2 separate regions of the Rattus norvegicus genome follow, and region 2 is linked to region 1. The links are chromatin contacts, called in public Hi-C maps. All regions are on one chromosome and are shown on one strand. Each heading gives the region's core, a stretch centred on a gene start, on an enhancer-like site or on the middle of the called end of the contact. The rest is flanking DNA. Distances are from core to core; before and after follow the strand shown. Region 1 has its middle 270 kb from the start of Pgk1l1. Region 2 has its middle 190 kb from the start of Pgk1l1.

Evidence for each region. Hi-C and Micro-C count contacts between places; a contact is called where the count stands out from the background.
Region 2: a contact with region 1 is called in a Hi-C map of liver, with 2.3 times the contacts expected there. The contact joins two enhancer-like sites. A contact is called at or near these places in 4 of 12 Hi-C or Micro-C datasets (frontal cortex, liver, mammary epithelial cells and 1 more).

What each region holds. Positions count from the first base shown.
Region 1 is chr2:44,217,518-44,220,644 of GRCr8, forward strand. No RefSeq gene overlaps it. Among named protein-coding and RNA genes, the nearest start is that of Pgk1l1, 270 kb to the right of the region's middle. Within about 2 kb of position 1,679, at least 15 of the 93 cell types and tissues checked have an H3K27ac peak or open chromatin away from gene starts, as enhancers often do.
Region 2 is chr2:44,299,314-44,302,440 of GRCr8, forward strand. No RefSeq gene overlaps it. Among named protein-coding and RNA genes, the nearest start is that of Pgk1l1, 190 kb to the right of the region's middle. Within about 2 kb of position 1,413, at least 13 of the 93 cell types and tissues checked have an H3K27ac peak or open chromatin away from gene starts, as enhancers often do.

The sequences.
Region 1 (3,127 bases), core at 429-2,928:
TTCTCATCCAGGGTTCTAAAAAACCTTAAAAAGTCTATTCTACCTACAGAACACAGTGTGGGCTGTTTTTGTTGCTGTAAAGAAGATGTCTACAAGTGGTTAATAAAGATTCCTCTTCTTGAAAGTAATGCAAATGTAGCATGCTGCCTTGTGTGTAGCACTAGGGCTAGTATGGGAATATGTTTGGCTAAGAAATAAAGACAGAATTATAGAATGGTTGAAGAGATGTGTACATAAGGAGACAACTTGTAAACTGCATTCCAAATGGTTCTCTTCAGTTGCTAGGCATAAGCAGGGTGACAGCCACAGTGCATGTCTCTTTAAGAATGCCCCTTACTGCTAAATGCTGCAGCCTAGAGACCCACATTCAGTTCTATACTAATCGGCCACTTAAAAGCTGTGTAAGAGGGATTCTAAGATGCTCTCTTCTACTAATCATGCTTTGACTTAGTTGTTAGCCATTGACTGAGTCATGTAATTACACCCATGGGAAACATGGGCTAGGACTGCTTTTAAATGCTGTGGACTGATTCCATAAGCTCCATTATTTATTTTAATAAAGCACGGTTCTGTTTGTTTGTTACATATATTTATTTTAATAGTAACTTAAATTATATGGACTATTTTCAATGAATGTATGTTAACCTTACAAAAAGGTTCAGTTAATTAGGTAGAGAAATGTTTGATTCTCACAGTTTGCCACATTTTTCTTCACTCCTGACTCCTCAACCTATGGAAATATTTTTAAGCATTCTCTCTCTCTCTCTCTCTCTCTCTCTCTCTCTCTCTCTCTCTCTCTCTCTCTCTCCCTGTCCCCTTCTCTCTGACTCTCAGCACACTCTGGCTGTAATTTTTATGGTTCTCCTACAATGGGAGCTTGAAAGTAAACAGTATCATCTTATCATTTATACTTCAATTAGATATCATAATGATAGGATTTCCTGTGAAGGTCATTTGGAGATATCAAATTAATGTAGTTTTAGCTTGTTCCACCCAAAATACTGCCAAGGTTTCTTTGGAGGCTTGTTGCCTGCATGAGTCAATGATTTAGTGTTATGTGGGTGGGGGAATTGTACTTCAAGATTTCTTGGCTTAGATATTAAATCATGATCAGACACACTCTGGGTGACATTTTCTCTTCTTTATTCCCACATAAAACTCCCACTGAAGTGACAGAAAAGACTCATGTGTGGAGGAGACTCACTTGGTATTTGTGTAGGTTCTTTAACCAGCAAAAAAAGAGGTAATTCGTTTTCTGTCTGTTCACCCCAAATCAAAGCCTGTAGTCAACCCTTCTGGCCTTAAGAACTCACAGCTAAGAAGCAAGAAGGGTGAGCATCGCACATGCTCTACACCACCGGGCATACATCCTCTATTAAAACAATGTGGTTCTTCTAGAATTTAACAGTACACAGCAATTAATGCAAGCTAAGCTCAATATGGCAAAATCCCACGCAGCCTGAAAACTCAGTGGTAGGAACTGAAGTTGAAGTCTGATCAGTTGACAGGTGACTCAATACTGAAATTTAATTGTGCTTGCTGTTTGCCAGTAACCGTAAGCTGGTACTTATGACAGCCTTGTCGTGCTGGTTCACCAGCATTTTTCAGCTGGGAAAGTAGCTGCCTGGACTACACAAGCTGTGCTCCAGGAGAAGAGGTGTATCATCATTGACATTTTGGACAAGCCTTTGGCATTTCATTCCCTTGGAACAGCATATGAGAGCATGACACTCTGTGAAAAGACATGGGTCATGGTGATGAAATGCTGGCCCTCCTCCAATATTTCAAGTGGTTTACACCCAGTATCGACTAGAAGGGCATTTGTTCACACATTATGGTGACATCCTCAGTTTAGGAGAGTCTGGGAAGATACCGCCTTTTACTCATGCACTCATAAACATTTTCAAATACAAAACTTGATAGTTAAGTCCCATAATACTTCTCCCAGAAATGCAAATGGTGAGATGAATCAATGGACTGAAGATTAGTGACTTACATGAGTAAATAAGATTTAACATGCCAATTTTAAGTCATAGAGTATGGAAAATTTTGTAGGATAAGAGTACCAATGTATTCTTGAATTAAGCCTTTGATGTTTTGTGGTGTTAACATTTTTAAATGAACATAATCCTCAAAGTCACCAAGAAATCTCTAAATGTTATCTCATCCTTTCCAACAGCCTCTGCTTTCTCCAAAACTACAGACAAAATGCTGAGAGACAAAAGGTTGGGTATATATTTTAGTATGTTATATTTTTGTCCCCTACAAGAAATTAATTACAGAAGAGAGAATAAATCAATAGTCAAAGGCAGACGCCTAAAAGAGTTGGTAGGCTAAATAACCAAAAACAAAAGGAGCCATTAAAGAAGTTGCTTCCATATGAAGGGTGGGGAGTATCTAAAATGTTCCACAAAGTTCTTAATTAATTGGCTCTCTGCTACAATTACCGATTTAACAACATATAAATTATGAGTGACTCAGTTTTCTCATCACTGTGAGAAAATTCCTGAGCAAACAAACAAACAAGCGAACAAATAAATACCCATCACATCACGGAGCCCGGGCTCAGCAGATAGATCTACACCATAGATCCTGCATCTGAAGTTCAAGGAGCATCATAGAAGAGGGGTGGAAACATGGTAGAAACCAGAAAAGTCTGCTGTGAAACAGTCTGTCCTGGAAACAGTGGCAGAACCAAGAGCAGAGGAATAGCAACATCAATGGCCATGTCAACATGAAAGAGGCAATTTTTATCAGGGTTCCAGCTGCAAAAACTTCAGGCAATTAACTGGGAGAAGGAGAAGCAGCCTTTCCCAGAGATGATCTCCCTGATTGGTTGTCCAGTGCACAGTGGAAACCCCTGAAACCAGATGCACACAAGCAACAAATTTTGACTCAGCATGTTGTATTTCTATATGCACACATGTGCACACACACACACACACACACACACACACACAAGAAAAGGAATCTATCAACTTGAAAGAGAGACAGCATGGGACAGGTTCAAGGGAGGTTAGTTGGGAGGTAATGGAGGAAGGAAATGGAGGGAGATGCTATGTAATTCTATTCCAACTATGAATATATTTTTTAAATGCCTTAAACTCCAAAGCATAGACTTTGCTAG
Region 2 (3,127 bases), core at 163-2,662, 82 kb after region 1:
GCATCTGTGTTAAAAAGATGCTCCCCCAAAGTGAAAAGGGGCATCTTTTCTTGAATTCCCAGCTCTTGTCAGGAATAACAATTTTTTTATATTTTTTTAAAGAACTAAATTAAATAGAGAAAATTCAAAACTGAAATCTTCCTTCTATTCTTTCTTATTGCACAGTACAACCCTCTAAGGACTTCAAGGGAGACCACCATAAACTCTGTAGAACAAAGTGTAGTATTTCATTGTGAATTAGCCTTTTAAAAAGCAGAGCTCATTGTTTTAGGATTGACTGTTCCACACATCCTAAGCATGATAAGAAACTATGAAGTCAGCACTGTAGCTATTGAGAGAGAGAGCAGACAAGCTCCATCCAGAAACAAATAGATTTCCTACGGAGCTGTGATCTTGCTTATCTAGAGGAAGGTTTTGTTTGCCTGTCAATCAAGCAAAGGAGATCTTCTGGGCGCTGGCCACACCTTGGGCTGGGGAAGCCCGGAAAGGAATGTGGGAAGGAAGAGGGGAGAGGCCATTTCCTGATGGGTCAGCTGCTGGCAAGTGTCTGGACCCTGGGAAAACTGTGGTGTAAGCGTTCCTCTCCTTGGAGAGCAAGCAGAACAGCAGGAACAATAGTGTGAAATGCCGCTGGTACCTCCCAGGTCACGCCTAGAGCAGCGCGGTCCACTGGCAGCAGGTTATGCCACAACACGTCCTGGACTCCAGGCAGCCTGTTGTTTAAATCTCCCTGGGCAATCCCTCTGCCAACATGAAACACATTCTCAAGGTAATTTCTCTTCAAGGGAGACAAAGAGCAGTCAGCACTAGGTTAACAGAAAAGCCATAGCACAGGGGGAAAAGTCTTCTAAGCGTTTCAGAGTGTCATTCCCATAGCTCCTGATCAACAGTCATGTGTTTTATATCCAAAGTGATCTTTTTATGTTCGGATTAGTCTGCAGAGCATCCTCCTAAGTTAGGCTACTCAGGATCTGCAGAAAGAGTTAAAAGACCCCATTCCAAGTTCCAGGCACAGCCTTCCCATGTTCTTTAAAGGCCATGCCAAGGAAACTTACTTCTGCTGTTAATGTTCCCGCGAAAAGGTGCTCAATCATTGGAAGAATTTTTTAGCTGGGTGTGGTAGTACATGCATATAATTCCAACATTTGGAAGGTGGTGGCAGGGTCATCAGGAATTCAAGGTTATCCTGGACAACATGGGGAGTTCATGTCCAACCTAGAACATAAAATACAAAATCTGAAAAAAGCAAACAAAACTATAAAAATGAAAACAGGGACCAGCTGGATTGAGGCAGAGGAAACCCAAGATAAACCAAGAAAAAAAATCAATTTAAAAATACCTTATTCAATATTCAAGACAAGATTTCTTACTGCTTCTAGTCTATGAGACTAGCTTGGAGTAGTCTATTTCCCTCCATTCCTCTTTCACACAAGTGCAATCAGGATATTTGTCTCCTCCTGAGCACTTTGGAAGCCTCCATGTTCTTTAAATCTGGTACATTAGTGACCTCTAGAGGACAGAATTCCAATCAATGCTAGGATCAAACAATTGTTCAGTGGAGAATGGGAATTATCAAATTCATAGCTGTGAAGTACTCTTGGCTCACACAGGCACAACAGCTTTCAAAAAAAAAATCATCATTCTCCAGGTGATTCCCAAGCATCTAACACACAAAAGGTCAATTTTCTTTTAAACAGTAGGAGTTCGTTGATGGTGAAAATGTAATACCATATGGATTTATTTCTCTGGTTTTCCTACAGGTGCTTAAATTGGCCAAAACAGTGGCGATGAGCTTAAACAAATGTCTTTGGGGCTTCTCGCTAATCCTCATCCCTCAGTTCTGAACACGAGCATCCAAGAGTTCCAGGAAGAGCATCCAAAGAAGCCCTTCTTCAATCCCTTTAAGCCGATGGGGCTTTGCACTTCCCAGACAGGAGTGAAACAGCCAGACACGCTTAGCCACATTCTCCTCTACTAAGAGAACTTTCTGACAGAGCCAAAAGGGCCAAATGATATTCTCCTGGCCACAGAGTTGGGATGAGGCATATTGCGTAATGGGACTGGAACTACTTATAATGTTCTCAAGCCTGTGACATCAGGCTTGAGTCTTCTATTCAAAGACAGAGCCAGAGGTTTGAGTTATTTCACCCTTAGTAACATAGACATAGTGCTATACATCATCAGGAACAGAAGTCAGCCTAGCACTGTACCCTGTATAGTGGTTTGAAAAGGGCCTCATAGGCTCACAGTGAGTGGTAATAATGGGAGGAGTGGTCTTGTTGGAGAAGATGTGGCTTTGAAGTTTTAAGTGCTCAAACCAGACCCAGTGTCACTCTCCCTGATGCTTTCAGATTCTGATGTAATACCCTCAGTTACTTCTCCAGCACCATGCCTACCTAGATGCTGCCATGCTTCCTGCCATGATGCAAATGGACTGAACCTTTGAACTGTAAGGCAACCCTCCAATTAAATGTTTTCCTTTATAAAAGTTGTTGTGGTCATAGAGTCTCTTCACAGCAATGGACACTCAGCAATATGTGTCTATTTCAGTCTAGGTCATGGCACCATTGGATTATGGTGATCTTTCTGGTTACAGTCATCTATATTCTGGAACTTTGGAAAGTGTTGGTGGTGCTGACTGTCATTTTATAACAACTTTCTAGGCATTGTTCTCTTCATTTTATGAATAAAAAACAACTAAGGAATATCACAAGACAAGGCCAGAGAACGTAAACCTGGAAGATCTCTTCTGCTCTAAAGTGTGTTATTTCTACTTCATCAAGATGTTTGTAACAAAGAAAAGACCTCTGAATCGATGCATAAGTTACTTCATCTATTTGCTTTTAAAATCAGATGGGAAATAACATGCCTCAGGCTGCATACTTCACTGGAAGAGATAGGTCTAGTAGGGATTCTTAATTTCAAACCAGTCACTGTACAGAGTCTATAATAGCTCCCTTCTCACCCGGGCACCAGCTGCAGAGGTCCACTGTGAGATCGCCATATACATCAGAAAGATGTTGTCTTTGACAGTTCCTTCCTCACTTTTTCCAGTTAATCTTTGTCAATGCTGCATCTTTCTAGGGTATACAGATGGTTACCAACTCCACCCCTCTCAAAACCCTGC